2 separate regions of the Sus scrofa genome follow, and region 2 is linked to region 1. Evidence: chromatin contacts called from public Hi-C data. All regions are on one chromosome and are shown on one strand. Each heading gives the region's core, a stretch centred on a gene start, on an enhancer-like site or on the middle of the called end of the contact. The rest is flanking DNA. Distances are from core to core; before and after follow the strand shown. Region 1 holds the start of SLC25A23 (solute carrier family 25 (mitochondrial carrier; phosphate carrier), member 23). Region 2 holds the start of ALKBH7 (alpha-ketoglutarate-dependent dioxygenase alkB homolog 7, mitochondrial).

Region 1 (7,496 bases), core at 1,884-4,383:
CCCCTCAGCCCTGACCCTGTAGAATCCTGCCCCCCAAGGCATTCTGTGTCAGCTCCTGGGTTCCTGACATCTCAGGGACCCAGGAACCCAGCGCTTCTAACCCCAGAGCCCAGCAACCCCAGCTGGTACCTACTTTGCCCCCAGACCCGGCCCCAGCGGGCCAGCAGCAGCGGCAGGCCGAGCGCCAGGAGCAGCCCCAGACCGGGGCTCGCCATGGGCCGGGCAACGAGCTGGTGGCACCAGGGACGGGGCTTGTCGCGCACACCACTCCTACCGCATCTCCGGCCGGGGATACCTTCGACCCCTCACCTGGGAGCAAAAGAAGGAGAAAGGCCGGGGCGTGGGGGAGGGGGCCAGACCCGGGCGCAGGCCCATGGGAGGGGCGACCCGCGCCGTGCACCCGGGAGCCCCGCCCCGCCCCCGTCGCCAGAGGTCAGAGATTAAAGATTAACTCGCGGCGGCGCGTTCCAGGGGCTGGGAAAAGGGGAGAGGAAAGGGGGAAAGGGCGGCAGGCCAAGCCTAGCGACTTGCCTCCCTACCTGGCCCGAGCGTCTTCAACCTCACTCAAGTTCCTGGTCCCGGTCCCTCTCTCGAACCCTCAGTGCGTCGGTCAGTGCTCGGTCGGACTCTTCCAGCTCCGCCCGCTCACGTGACCCGGAAAGTTTAGTCACTTACCTGGGAGGGGAGCGCACTTCCGGCTTATGCACCTGAGCCTAGATGAGAGGGCGGAGCCAAGCAGGGGCGGGGCCGCGCCACGGACGCACCTGTAACGGGAACCCAATCCTATTATTCGGAGGGAGTAACTAGGGGCGGAAGGGCGCAGGTGCAAAAGAGGCCTCCCACCACCTGCACTGAGGGCACCTCTGTAGAAGCATCCAGATGTGGAGACACCTGAGACTTGGAGACACTCCTGTCTGGGACAGACCGGGATAGGGGGCCTCTAATGAAAAAAACACCTGTGTGGGACACACCTGCATGGGAGTGAACGTGTATAGAAAACATCTGCACGGATGTGTAAGAATGTCTATTGGAGACTTCTGCTTTGAATCCTATCTATTTGGAGTATAGCTGAATGGAAGCATAGCTGTGTGGAAAATAGCTGTATAGAACACACTTGCATTATAACAAACACCTGGCTGAGGCACTTTGGCACCGGTTACATCTGCTTGGAGAACACCTCTGGGTGGCTCACCTATGAAATGAACAAGACTTGCATGAGAAATTTCTGTGTGAAAAGATGTTAGAGACACCTGTATGAGACACACCTGCATTTAAGTACACCTTCAGGGGACCCAGATCAATGGAAAGCCCCATATGGGTGAATACTTAAACAGAACACATCAGTGGTAGGGTAGGCCATATAATGCATACCTGGGTGGTGTAACACCTGTTGAGAAACATACCTGTGAGGTGAAGGAAAGAGACTTGCATGAGGGGAAGCTGGGTAAAACTGAGCTCGACTGAGATGAAGAGCTGAGAATGTCTGCATGAGGAACACTCACTGAAGCACAAGGTGGGGGGGGCGTGTGCATTAACGTCTACCTGTCAGGGATGTACCTGTGAGAAAACACTTGTTTAGGGCATCTTCGTGGGAAAATATCAGTATCCCCCGGATTGTAGGGCACCTTCCAAGAACCACCTGTGAATAAAAACATCTCTGAGGGGACTCTCTATAAAAGGCTTGTCTTGGACACACCTGTTTGAGCACACCTGTCTGGGCAGAAGCTTAGTGGAACCATATGTACCCTCACTGGCCATATATCTTGGGATAAAGAAGGGTGGTGATAAGACGACCCCCTTCTAGGGACTCTGGAGTGAAGAGTGATGGTTAAGGAAAAATTAATCCCTTCTAGGATACAGAGTATTGATGGGTAAAAATCTCAGGTCGGCTTAAAGCTCTGCCTTGCCCCTTACTGATCATGTGGACTGGGGCGACTGGCTTACCCTCCTGTTTCTTTATCTGTGTACTGGGAAAAACAGACCCACCTACTTTATAGGGATTTGACGAAGACGACTCGAGAAGTGAGTAAAAGGCCTGGCTTGTGCAACGCACTGAATCAGTGTTAGCTATTGTTGTAATTATTCGCCTTCAAAAGGTCTGGGCGCCCCTCCCCCTAATGGTGAATCGAGAAACTGCGCCCGAAACTAGTGGGAGGGACATTCGGCAGGTGCAGCGAGCGCGACAGACCGGTGCCCCGCCTCCATCGCTCGGCTATAAGGTCTTCATCCCCAGCTACTCCTAGGACTCTGAGATCTGCACCAGGAGAGTCGGGAGAAAGCAGACTGCTTGGTGTCCGGCCAAGGCCCCTTTAAGACTTTTGGGCGAGTCGGGGGCGGTGGGGCCCAAGGCAGCCCAGGGTCAGAGGGGAGGCCCCGCCTAGATGGGTGGGCAAGGCGGGACAGGCGGGCGCAGCTTCTGCGCTCTGGCCAATAGGAAACCGACTCCGCAGCCGCGCCGCGCGTTGATCTTCCGTTTCCCGGCCTGAGTGGGACCGAGAAAGGAGGCGCGCGGTCGAGATGAAAACACAGAGGGAGAGCAAGGCTTCGGCTTCTGTGGCCGGGTGGGGAATGTGAAATGAGCCGGCGGGCCGACGGAGGGCTAGATGGGGCAGAGTTGGTTCTTGAGTACGTCTAGGAAAAGCGAGAACGTTCGTTCCAGAAGAGGATTAGTAGAGGAGAGAGGTCAAGTGGAAAAGGATTACGTAACCCACTCCCTGACATCTCCCTACCTCGCCCCGTTGGGCAGAGGGTAAACTGAGGCATGCAGGAGCGGAACTCAGAAACCAGATCTGAAATCAATGATCTCTCTAGCCTCCCTTCCCAGAATGAACCCTGTTGCTCCCTAAACTGTGCTAACACCAGAGCATCCCTGACACCCGCCCCCCGCAACAGCTCCGCGCCCAGCCCCCTCCCCCAAATGCAGGTCGGGGGAGGAGACGCAAGTTCTGGCGCAGGCGGCGACAGCAAGCAGTCACCACCTCCTACAAGTGCGGGAGCCCGGCAGGCAGAGCTGAGGCTGAGGTAGCAGTGGCCGCGGAGCTGGCCCTGCGGGGTCCCGGGGGGGAGAGGGGGAGCCGTCAAGCCCCCGTTGAGGCCGCCGCTGCCGGGCCTCCCCTCCCCCCGGGCTGGCGCCATGCGGGGGGGCCCGGGCGATGCGGAGCGGCGTCAGCGCTGGGGTCGCCTCTTTGAGGAGCTGGACAGTAACAAGGATGGTCGCGTGGATGTCCACGAGTTGCGCCAGGGACTGGCCCGGCTGGGAGCGGGTGACCCGGACCGTGGCGCCCAACAGGTACCCCCTCTGGGACCCTCTCCTGGCTCGCCGCGCTGGGGCCCATTCCGAGCCGGGTAACCCGAGCCCCTGAATGGAGCGCCGGGAGCCGCCCTGGACCGCCTGTGGCTGGACTCCGGGACCTGTGACCAGCTTGGGTGTCTCGGTCCCTTCCCCCTGCCCGCCCGTATCCGGGCTTAACGGGCTCGCTCAAGACAGGGCCACTGAGGCCCCAGGCCTGCAGTTCCGCTGCCAAACTCGCCCGCCTCCTCCGTCGGAGTGGGGGATGACCTCCAGGGAATGGGACCACGTGTGCTTTCCTGCCCACTGCCCGGGACACACCCTCCTCTGAACTCTTTGCACAGCCCAAGACATGGCCTGCACCCCCCTCCAGTAGACACACTCTCCCCACCTTCCTTCCCTTCTCTGGGCACCCACTGTCCTCCTAGGCAGCAGCCCCAGCCTTTATGTTTACATTCCTTTCCTGGTCCTTTCCTGGTCCTGGCTGGATGCCCCAGGCTGTCCTAGTCAGGGACCCAATCCTCTCTGAGGTCGCCCCTCAGCTGGGGATACACATATCAAAGCAGGAACTCAACCCCCAGCGCATTCAGGTGTCCCCTCCACAACTGGAGCCCCGGATGCCACTGGACTGTCTCCAGAGATAGCATCTTGAGATCTCCATTCAACTTCCCACTTTACAGATGGGAAAAACAGAGGCCCTGTGGCTGCTCAGCTTGGCCGATGTGTCATTGTTCCACATTACCCAGAGCTCTCTCCAATGGGGAGCTCCTGGAACTGCTATGTGGATGCATTCTTATGAGACAGCTGGAAGGACAGGCTTTCAGAGATGAGAGCCCAAGTCCACCCACCCTCTTCCCAGCTCTGTAACCTTGAACAAGTTACTTGACCTTGGAGAGTCTCATTTTGCTCTCCAGGAAAACTGGACAATTACTGTCCACCTCATAGACCTACTGTGGCCTTGGGCATCTTGGGAGGGGGTGATTTCCCCACCCCAATCCTCTAGGTGCAGGGCTGGGGTGGGGGAGGCAAGGCAGCTGGGTTCCTGGGGCATAAGCTGGTCATGCACGTGCCCTCTAGATTGGGGAAGCAGCTTCCTGGAGCTCTTTCTGACCCTTCCCCCTCTGCCAGGGCATCTCCCCAGATGGAGGCCTTGACCTGGAGGAGTTTATCCTCTACCTGCAGGAGCGGGAACAGCGCCTGCTGCTTCTGTTCCATAGTCTGGACCGAAATCAGGATGGTAAGGCCCAGGGATGGGGCTGTGGGGGCCCCGGAGGAGCCAATGGGGTTAGAACTGGCAGCGCTGGGCGGAGGGGGGGAGGGCCGCTTCTTCCTGATGACTCACAGGCTATTTTGGGAGCTCTCCTCACCCCCAGCTAGGTAGTTCGGGGCCCAGCCGGCCTATCTCACCTCCTTTTCTTGCTGGGGTGGGACCTCTTTTATTTATTAGTCTTATTTTTTTGTGGGGGAGACAGAGATTCCCCCCCATATTGCTCCTGGATTCCCTATGAGATAGAGATATCCTATCACCGCTTCTGGGTGTCCAGTATTGCTTCTCAATCTCCTGCGGATTACCCCTGGATTCAGTCCTTCATTCATTCATCAAACAGAAGATCTCCCAGTGTCCAGTTTCACCTTTCTCATCCCAGTGGGTCAAGGACCCCCCCACACACAACCCTGCCACAAACCTCACCTTGGGTTCCTGGACCCCCTCGACTTATGAGACCGTCCCCATTCCAAGCTGTCCTGCTTCTCCATCTCAGGGTCCCCACTCACACCATTCCCCACCTTGGGTCCCCTCTCCAGGTCATATTGATGTCTCTGAGATCCAGCAGAGTTTCCGAGCTCTGGGCATTTCCATCTCACTGGAGCAGGCAGAAAAAATCCTGCACAGGTGAGTAGATGGGGGGTCCAGAATTCTAGGTCACTCAGACCCCTCGGTCACCATGAGCCTCTGGGCCCCAGACCCAATCCCAGGGTGGGTGGAGCTGGGATCTCGGGCCAGTTGCTCCCCGTCTCTGAGCCTTAGTTTCCCCCTCTATAAAATGGGGACCTCCCCAGGGCTGAGGAGTTGGTCTCCCCCCAGAACCAACTAGAACCTCACCTGGCTCACCCCTGGCTCCAGGCACTGATTCCATCCCACCCATACCCCTCCCCACCAGCATAGACCGTGATGGCACCATGACCATTGACTGGCAGGAATGGCGTGACCACTTCCTGTTGCATTCGCTGGAGAACGTAGAAGATGTGCTTTATTTCTGGAAGCATTCCACGGTGAGGTGGGGGCAGCTGTCCCAGCCTGGTGGTCGGGCCCTCTTCCCCTGGGGACTTGCCCTGGTCTCCCCAGGGCAATGGGGGGGAAAGGCTGGGTCAGGACGTTAGAAGGAGGAGCTACTGGGAGTGGCTGAGAGACAAGGCTCTGCACCCCTCTTCTGCCATCTGGGGCTTGGGGGACCCATTTGGGGAGGTTTCTTCTGGCTGATTTGAGCCCTTCAGACTTACTGCAGGACCTATAGGGGTGCAGGGAACAAAAGGCTCACCAGATGGGGCTGGCCTCCCACCCCCAACCCACATGGCTCCCCTTCTGCTGGTTTCTTTCTTTCTTTTTAATAGTTGATTTACAATGTTCTGTCAGTTTCTGCTGTACAGCAAAGTGATCCAGTCATACATGTATATACAAGCTTTTTCTTTTCTTATTTTTTTGTTTGTTTTTTTAGGGCCGCACCCGTGGCATATGGAGGTTCCCAGGCTAGGGATCTAATCAGAGCTGTTGCTGCTGGCCTGCACCACAGCCACAGCAGTGCCAGATCCGAGCTGCATCTGTGACCTACACCACAGCTCATGGCAACGCCGGATCCTTAACCCACTGAGTGAGGCCAGGGATCGAACCCACAACCTCATGGTTCCTAATCAGATTCATTTCCACTGTACCATGACAGGAACTCCCCAAGCTTTTTCTCATATTGTCTTCCATCATGTTCTATCACAAGTAATTGGATATAGTTTCCTGTGCTGTACAGCAAGACCTCATTGCTCATCCATTCTGAATGTAATAGTTTGCATCTACCAACCCCAAACTCCCTGTCCATCCCTCTCCCTCCCCCTTCCTTCTGCTGGTTTCTATCTCCCTTGGGAAGGGATTCTGATGCTGAAAATATAAGTTAGGAAGCCTCTGGAAGCTGGGGTGGGGTGGTAAGGAGAGCGCTGGACTGCCATTTCCTGGCTGGGACTCCCAGAGTGGTGCTTCTGGTGGGATCTGATAACATCTGAAAGGATTCCATCCAGGGGATCTGGTGAGAGCCTCTTGGGAGAGCCAGGGATTCCTACCCTGAAGGGGAGGCTTTGATGGGATTTGGATGGTGGTCCCTAGGAAGGGTGTTGTTATATTTTGTGGAAACTGGAGTTCTGGATCTGGTAGAGATCCAAGACAGATCTCTTGAAGTGAGATTCATTGAGGGACTCTATGGGTGTCCTGGGATTCATGGGGGAGACACCCCCCCCAGGGGCATGACACCCTCAGCTTCTGCATCCCCAGGTCCTGGACATTGGTGAGTGCCTGACAGTCCCAGATGAGTTCTCAGAGCAAGAGAAGCTGACTGGCATGTGGTGGAAGCAGCTGGTGGCAGGTGCAGTGGCAGGTGCCGTGTCCCGGACAGGCACCGCCCCTCTGGACCGCCTCAAGGTCTTCATGCAGGTGAGGGGCCCTGGAGAGTCCCATCCCTTCCCCCACTTCTGGGCCCAAAGAAGGGACCCCAAAGCCACCTCGTCTCCCCACCCAGGTCCATGCCTCTAAGACCAACCGGCTGAACATCCTGGGGGGCCTACGGAGCATGATCCAAGAGGGGGGCGTCCGCTCCCTGTGGCGTGGCAACGGGATTAACGTGCTCAAGATTGCACCTGAGTCGGCTATCAAGTTCATGGCCTATGAGCAGGTGAGGGCCATTGTGGGCAGGTGCGGGCTATGGCCAAGAGGATTTGCAGGATTGGCTTGGGGCAGAGGTGTCTGCAGATCCTCAGGAGTGGGTGTCTGCTCCCCTGGGAGATGCCCACAGCAGGGGGACAGCAAAGGGGAGGGTCCAAGTGCTGGGAAGGCCCAACCGCTGAGGTCCTGCTACTGCTATGTCTCCCTCTCAGATCAAGCGGGCCATCCGGGGACAGCAGGAAACATTACACGTGCAGGAACGCTTCGTGGCTGGCTCACTGGCTGGTG
Region 2 (7,496 bases), core at 2,673-5,172, 78 kb after region 1:
TGCCAGATCCGAGCAGCTCGCACAGCACTGGATCCTTAACCCACTGAGCAAGGCCAGGGATGGGAACTGCATTCTCGGGGATACTAGTAGGGTTCATTACCACTGAGCCACCACAGGAACTCCTTTTCCAGCCTTTTGCTGATACAAAAGGCAGCAAATATCCTGAGTAGGACAAAGTTCCTGAAGCAGGTTTCCTGGGTCAAAAGGGTGAGATTTGGGGGTCCTGTAGCACATGCCTGGCCCTAACCCATTTATACTCCTACAGACACGTGTGCTTATGTCACACACAACCCCCCCCAGCCATGTGTAAGCAAACTCTTGATGTTTGCTAATCTTGATCTTGGGCACAGAGTCTCATCCGATTTTTAACCCAGTGTCACCTGCGTGAGATGGAGCACTTTGGCAAACCTACACAGGCTGTTGCTATTTCCTTTGCCTCAAAGCACTCACGGCTCCTCAGTTCCAGGCACTGAGTTACACACTCAATATCTGTCCTCAGAACTCCCTGTGGGAGGGACTCTGGCCCCCTTTCACAAGCTATGATGGAGGATCCCTTCCCCAGGTAGGTGATGGAGAAGAGTGGGGAAGTCACCTGGACCTGGGTGAGGGCTTAACCTCCCCTCCAGCTCTGATGTCCTCTGACCCCAAGGCAGGGCTGAGCCCTGGAGTTCAGGTGGGACTTCTAGAGACTTGAGTCCTTGCAGGGTGAGTTTCTTGCCCCTGATGTCCCAGCTCTTGGCCGTCCCTGGGCCTCTCCCTTTTCCTGTTTTGATGCTGGCTCAGCCAGGCCCGGAGACAGGGGTATGATATCTTAATCTTCCAGGCGGGAGCCATGATGGATTCCTGGGTCACCTCACCCACCTGCCGACCTGCCTCTTTCCCCACACACACATCTGCTCCCCCTGGTGCTCAATGCAGGGGTTATTGAGCCCCAGCACTCTTGAGTGGGAGGGATCCCACCAGGGCCCCCACCTTATCCTCAAGATAGCAGGTAGGGTGGGGACCCTGGTTGCCCGCTCTGGGCTTGGCCCTGGCTGCCGCCACAACACTCATAAATCAGGGGGCGGAGGGGGTGTCGGAAATAGGTCTGGAATGTCTGGATGGGGTGTTGGGGGGTGTGTGCGCCCTTAACTCTTAGAAGGATGGTGTGTGGGGCAGGAGCAGGGCTGCCTGGGCCCAAGGTGTGGTACGTGGGGGCCCTCGTGCAGCCGGCAGCGAAGAGGTTACCTCTCTGGCTCAGGCAGGGGGATAAATTGAGGGCCGGGGCATCCCCATCTTCAGGACCTGCCCATCATCATGGCCATGGGAAGAGTCATGCTCAGCTTGCTGCTACTCCTGATCCTGCATTTGGACCTTGGCGGGGACCCTGGGGCCTGGGGGACTCCAGTGGTGGAAGGAGAGCTCTCATCCCAGCCAGCAGCAGACAGAGGGATCCAGAGGACACAGCTGGGTAAGCACCCCCAGAACCCTGTGTGCTCCCCAACTCCTTCTTGCCCAGACCCTGACTATCAGTTGCTCCTCGTCCCCACAGGCGCCCGCCTGCCCCGAGCCCTGGCTGGCCCATGCCAGTTGTGGAGCCTGCCCTTGCCCGTGGCCGAGCTGGGCTTGGGCTACACCTCAGAGGAGATGGTCATCTTCCACTACTGCGCTGGCAGCTGTCCCCGCGGTGCCCGCACCCAGCATGGCCTGACATTGGCCCGGCTTCGGGGCCAGGGCCGAGCCCATGGTGGGCCCTGCTGCCGGCCCACCCGCTATGCCGACGTGGCCTTCCTCGATGACCGACACCGCTGGCAGCGGCTGCCCCAGCTCTCCGCAGCAGCCTGTGCCTGCAGCGACTAAAGATGCCGGGCCTGGGGCCCTGCACCCACTGGAGGAGCTCTGCTTATTATTGGAGACTTGGATGCTGAGAAGAGAAGGGGAGGTGGGCTGGGGCTGCCAGCAAGGGGCACAATAAAGGAAACTGCTCCTCTGGCCCCATGACTATGTGTTGAGCTGGGGGAGCTCCTGGTGGGTGTGGTGGGGTCCTGGGCTTCCCCTGCAACTCCAGCCCCCCACCAACAGGCAGGAAGGCCAGCTTGTCCATTCTCCAACTTTATCCACTAAACACAGGTGTCTTATGAAGCTTCGAGAAGGTCAGCAGGCTGGGGGTGGCTGCCGGGGCTCCCCTGATCCCATACCCTCAGGGAGGGAGCGGCAGATCACTGAGATGCGTCGGCCTCGGGGAATCCGACGCTCTCCAAAAAAGGATTCTTCATCCCGAAGGATCTCATGGGAGAAGTCGTAACGGGCCGAGTCCCTGCAAGACAAAACAGTATGGTGGGTGGGCTGGTGGCAGCCCCTAGTCCAGGCAGAGTGCCTGCCAATAGGGGGTGGAGTTTGCTGTGAGGGCTGAATGACCAAAAGTGCTGGGTGGGTGTCTCAGGAGTTACTGGTAGGGTGGGGGCTCCTTGGGTGCCGGTACCTAAGAATGTAGAGGGAGCCTGGCTCCAGCAGGAGTTCCAGCCACTCCCCTGGCTCCTGAGTGTGCACCAGCCGCATGACACTGGGAGACAGCAGGGACAGGCCGGCAATGGTGGATCCGCAGAACTGGAAGAGGGAACATGGAGGGTAAGTCAATCTTTGGCTTGGCCGGCTCACGCCCAGCTGGGAGCTCTAAGGCACGGGTCTCTGCCCACCTTGATGCTGTCTACGTGTGGCTTGATGTAGCCCCGAGGTTCCAGGTCCAGCACGTGCACTGAGGAGAGCAGGCTCTGGCCAGGGCCAAAAGCGGCCGCCTGCACACGCTGCAGGATGACCCTGCTTGCCTCTGACCAGCGTGACTTCTCAGTCTCTCGGAAGCCATGGATGGCCTGCCCAGAGAGCTAAAGTCAAGGCTGGAAGCTTCCAGGGAGAACAGGGAAACTGAAGTATGGGTTTGGGGCTGGGGGTGGGAAGGAAAAAGCTGGTGGAAGTACAAAGCAAAGGGCTGGTTTTCCCAGCAGAACACTTGACCCCACCCTCAATTCACAACCTTGACCCTATCAACCTGATGATCCTGGGTCTCAAAACCCAACCCCTGCCCCATCTAGCTGGCCTCAGTCCTTTCTATCCACCCTGAGGCTTCAATTCAGTCCCAGATCCCGGCCCCATTGCTGGCCAGTCCCCGATATTCACAGTTTGATCCTACCCAACACCAGTTCCCTGGTCTTCAACCCCAGCCCCTGACTTTCCATCATCTCGCTCCACACCCGTCCCCGTCCCTAACTTTGGTTCTGTCCTCCAAACACCCCCTAGTTCCAGGTTCTGCCTTTAGTTCTGGCCCTTGCTGTCATTTTCCAAAACTGTTTAGGTGCCCCTAAACCCCTCCAAGCTTCAAGACTCCGCCCCCCACCCCAGGTCCCGCCCACAACAGTAGCCCTGAACATCCAGCGCTCCACTCTTCCCACCCATAACGCCCCAGGCTCCGCCCCTCCGTAGCTCCGCAGTCCGGCCCCCCAGCGCCGCCAGCCTCACCGCGTCCCAGTGGTCGTATTCGTATCGGCGACGGCGTAGCTCAGGTTCCAACTCGCGGCTCAGTGTCTCCTCTTCGGCCGCGCTCAGGAAGCCGGGCCGCACCACAGCGGCGTCCCGCAGGCGGCTAAGGAGAGCCGGACCCGAGCCCCTCACCCAACCGTGTCCAGACAGCGTTCGCAGCGCCAGCTGCCCGCCCCCTGCCATAGTTCCGTAGCCGGATCTTGGAAGCGGCGGGGGGTCAGGGCCACGCCCTAGCCCCAGAACCATTGGCTGTGGCTGCTTGGAGTCCCTCCAGTGATTGGTTTCCCTTAGAGTCCCGCCTCTCGCTCAAGGCTACTGGTTATTACTCGGCTGGGCGTCCCAAACTGTTGGCTCTCCCCAGAACCCGTCTCCTCTCCTGCCCTATTGGACGCCATCGACCGCTGTAACTCAGACTACTGGCTGTCCGTCCTTCAGGGGGCGGAGGCGGGGAGGGGGAAAGGGGCAAAGGCGAGATCTGGCTTGGGGTCAGAGGTCAGGGGTCATAGAAGGATTGGGCCGAGGCTATGAAGTCGGCCAGGTCTGGAGGATGCGGGTAGAGTACAGTCGGGCTGAGATGTAGGGGTCAGGGGAATGACCTCCAGCCTATGATTATGGGCTGGGGCCAGATTTGTGGAGTTAGGGGTTTCAGCCAAAAGTCAAAACGAAGCACGTCCCGTTACCCCCTCTCTACTGGGTCATTCCCACCCGCATACGGGCTGGCTCCCATCTTAAAAGCAGGATATAAACAAAAAATCCCCTTCCTTCAGTGACAGAATTGGCATGACACCATTTTGCAGCCCTATTGGACTATTGGTGGATATAGACAGAGACCAAACAGCTCCTAACATCTTGAAAAGAGGGGAACTGGATTTAATGTGCCTCCTGCTGGCAGATCACTTGCCAAAAAGCAGAACCTGAATCCCATCACACTTGTCTAGATTCATACACTGGAAATATCAAGGACAGGACCCAATCAACAAAAACCAGAAAGTGGGAAAGTCCACAGGACAAAGGACCCTGCTTCTCCAACAAGTGAATTTCAAGGAAAGAGAAGAAAAATAGGGAGAGATTGAGAAATTAACGGGAAACCTGCAGTTACAGGACACTTAGAGATCTATCCACCAGTGGTGATGTATGGACCTTAGTTTGATTCTGATTGGAACAAACTAAAAAATAGACAACGGGGGAAATTTGGACATTGGCTGAATATTCACCCGTGGTAAGTATTTTTCCTTTTTTAGGCTTGAAAATGGTATTGTGGTTGTCATTTTAAAAATTCCTTTTATTTACTTATTTGCAATTAACTTTTTTTGAATGAAAGATTCTTTATTGTTTGTTTGCTTATTTATTTATTTATCTTTTTAGCGGGGGCACCCGCGGCATATGGAGGTTCCCAGACTAGGGGTTGAATTCGAGCTGTAGCTGCTGGCCTACACCACAAGCACAGCCACAGCAACGTGGGGTCTGAGCTGTATCTTCGACTTACACCACAGCTCATCAATGTCGATCCTTAACCCACTGTGCAAGGTCAGAGATTGAACCTTTGTCCTCATGGATGCTACTCAGATTCCACTGAGCCATGACTGGGAACTCCTGAAAGATTCTTTAAATTCTGTAGTGCTTTACAATTTCCAAATTTTCACACACACACACATGATTTTACATAATCCCATAATAACCCCCTTTTCTCCCTCCCCTGTCTTGCCCCACCCCCCTCCTCCTCCCCACTGGTAACCACTAGTTTGTTCTCTTTAAGTCAGTTTCTTTTTTGTTTTATTCTCTAGTTTGTTGTATATTTTAGATTCCACATGGAAGTGATATCATACAGTATTTGTCTCTCTGACTTAATTCACTTTGCATAATGCCCTCCAAGTCCATCAATGTTGCTGAAAATGACAAAATTTCATTCTTTTTAGCGGCTAAGTAGTATTCCATTATATATACACCACGTCTTTATGTATTTGTCTGTTGATGGACACTGGAAACTTAGACTGCTTCCATATCTCGGCTGTTGTAAATAATGCTACTGTGAATATAGGGGTGCATGTATCTTTTCTAATTAGTGTTTTTGTTGTGGGTATATACCCAGGAGTGGAATTGCTGGGTCATGTGGTAGTTGTGGTAGTTCTGTTTTCAGTTTTTTGAGAAATAAATATTCCTTATCCTTCAGAAATACATACTGAAATAGATGAAATGAAAAGCTGGGATTTGCTTCAAAGCAATCCAGGGCTGGGGGCCGGAGGGGATCGAAGAATCACAATCAGCCTTGAGCTGGTCATTGTTGACTTGGTGCAATGGGTACTTGAGACTCATTATCCTAGTTTCTCTGCTTTTGTGTGTATTTTAAGTTGTGTGGAATGCAAAGTTCAGCCAAATGTAACCAATGAATGAAGCCAAATTAAAAAGTCCTCTGAATTTAAAAAAAACAAAACATTGACCTCAGTACTCTTCAAAGACAGACCCATGTTTTCTGCTCTCCTCGACAGCAAAATTCCTCGAAAGATTTGTCCAGCTCCGATATTTTCCCACCCCGTCTCTCTGGGTCCACTCCAATCTGGCTTCTGGCCCCTGCAGCACTGAATTGATATTTAGCGCCACTAGTGATCACTGTGCCAAATGCCAGAGCCTCCTGCATTTTTATTCCCAACCCTGACCCCAGACTTACCCATCCCCTGGGATGTCTGAGGCTCATCAGACATCAACCCCTGCTCTTGGCCCATCCTGCCTCTCCTTCTAGCTCTCCTGGTTTCATCAGGGAAAAATATCTCATCTTTCTAGCTGCCTTGGGCCTTGTAGTTTTTGGAGATTACTTTCTCTCTCAAATCTCATACTATGCCTGTCAGCCCTGCCTTTAAAACCTGGCCGGGAGTTCCCTTCGTGGCTCAGTGGTAGCGAATCCAACTAGTATCCACGAGAATGTGGGTTCGATCCCAGCTTCACTCAGTGGATTAAAGATCTGGCGTTGCTATGAACTATGGTTTATGTCTCAAACAAGGTTCAGATCTGGCATGGCTGTGGCTGTGGCGTAGGCCAGCAGCTATAGTGCCAATGGAACCTCTAGCTTGGGAACTTCCATTATGCTACAGGTTCAGCCCTAAAAAGAAAAGAAAACCTGGCTGGAATCTGACCTGTCTCACCGCATAGCTGGGGCCACCAGCCTTCCTCTGGATTATTCCAGATCTTCTGGCTGGTCTCCAGGTTTCTGCGCTTGCTGTACTCCACCCACAATTCTGTGCATCCTCTTTTGTTCTTCTTAAATCCCCGTGGGGCATCTCCCTCCTTGCTAAGACCTACCAGGCCTTTTTTGATCTGTGCTTCTCCCCTTCCTGCTCGCATCTCCTCCACTCTCCCCCTCACTCACTCCACCTGCATGCCAGCCACAGTACTGTCCCAGGGACTTTGCATGTGCTATGCCCTCTGCCTGGACTGCTGGATCCCAAGACAGCAAGCTATCCCCCCCCAACACCCCACCCCACATCCTTAGGGTCTTTGCTTAAATGTCACTTTATCAGCAAGGCCTTCGCAGGCTACCCCTAAAACTGTCTCTCTCTCTCTCTCTCTCTCTCTCTCTCACTCACACACACACACAATTTCCCTGATTTTCTTTTTTTTAAAAAAAAAAAAAAAAAAAAACTCTCTATGCCCACAAGAATGCAAGTTTCTTCAGGACAGGGATTTTTGTGTTTTCTTGACAATAAGTTGTGGCCTCTGGAGCAGTGCCTGGAATGCCGTGTATGTGCAGTAGATCTGCTGAAGCTAGGCAGCTGAAGGTCAGGGTGAAAGCAGAGGCTGCCTGAAGGGCACACATGTGCCAAGGTGGAGGACGGAAGGAGGGAAGGCGCCACAGGCAGGAGCAAAGGCTACAAAGATTTAATTTAAAGTCACAGTGTCTCAGCTGGGGATGCCACCTTGAGGGGCACTCCCAAATCCAGAGTTCCTCAAGGGGCCCCTCCAGGCTCAGGGCCAAGAGATGGGGAGGGCTG

The links. A called contact is a pair of places that touch in the nucleus more often than the background predicts.
Region 2: a Hi-C map of skeletal muscle shows a contact between it and region 1, with 4 times the contacts expected there. The contact joins the promoter of ALKBH7 here to the promoter of SLC25A23 in region 1. A contact is called at or near these places in 1 of 5 promoter capture datasets (liver) and 4 of 47 Hi-C or Micro-C datasets (liver and skeletal muscle).

Annotation. Positions count from the first base shown.
Region 1 is chr2:72,622,581-72,630,076 of Sscrofa11.1, forward strand. SLC25A23 (solute carrier family 25 (mitochondrial carrier; phosphate carrier), member 23) reads left to right here and starts at 3,134. Exons shown (of 10, transcript NM_001246246.1): 1 at 3,134-3,289; 2 at 4,418-4,526; 3 at 5,093-5,180; 4 at 5,449-5,560; 5 at 6,822-6,980; 6 at 7,066-7,218; 7 at 7,421-7,496. The coding sequence starts at 3,134. CRB3 (protein crumbs homolog 3) reads right to left here and starts at 686. Exons shown (of 5, transcript XM_003123115.4): 1 at 540-686; 2 at 134-309. The coding sequence starts at 215.
Region 2 is chr2:72,700,002-72,707,497 of Sscrofa11.1, forward strand. ALKBH7 (alpha-ketoglutarate-dependent dioxygenase alkB homolog 7, mitochondrial) reads right to left here and starts at 3,923. Exons shown (of 3, transcript XM_013994719.2): 1 at 3,493-3,923; 2 at 2,462-2,586; 3 at 2,076-2,296. The coding sequence starts at 3,759. The coding sequence ends at 2,134. It overlaps ACER1 (alkaline ceramidase 1), which reads left to right and starts at 4,602. Exons shown (of 7, transcript XM_021083989.1): 1 at 4,602-4,732. It overlaps PSPN (persephin), which reads left to right. Exons shown (of 1, transcript XM_021083991.1): 1 at 1-1,973. The coding sequence starts at 1,297. The coding sequence ends at 1,839. It overlaps CLPP (ATP-dependent Clp protease proteolytic subunit, mitochondrial), which reads right to left. Exons shown (of 6, transcript XM_003480818.4): 6 at 7,362-7,496.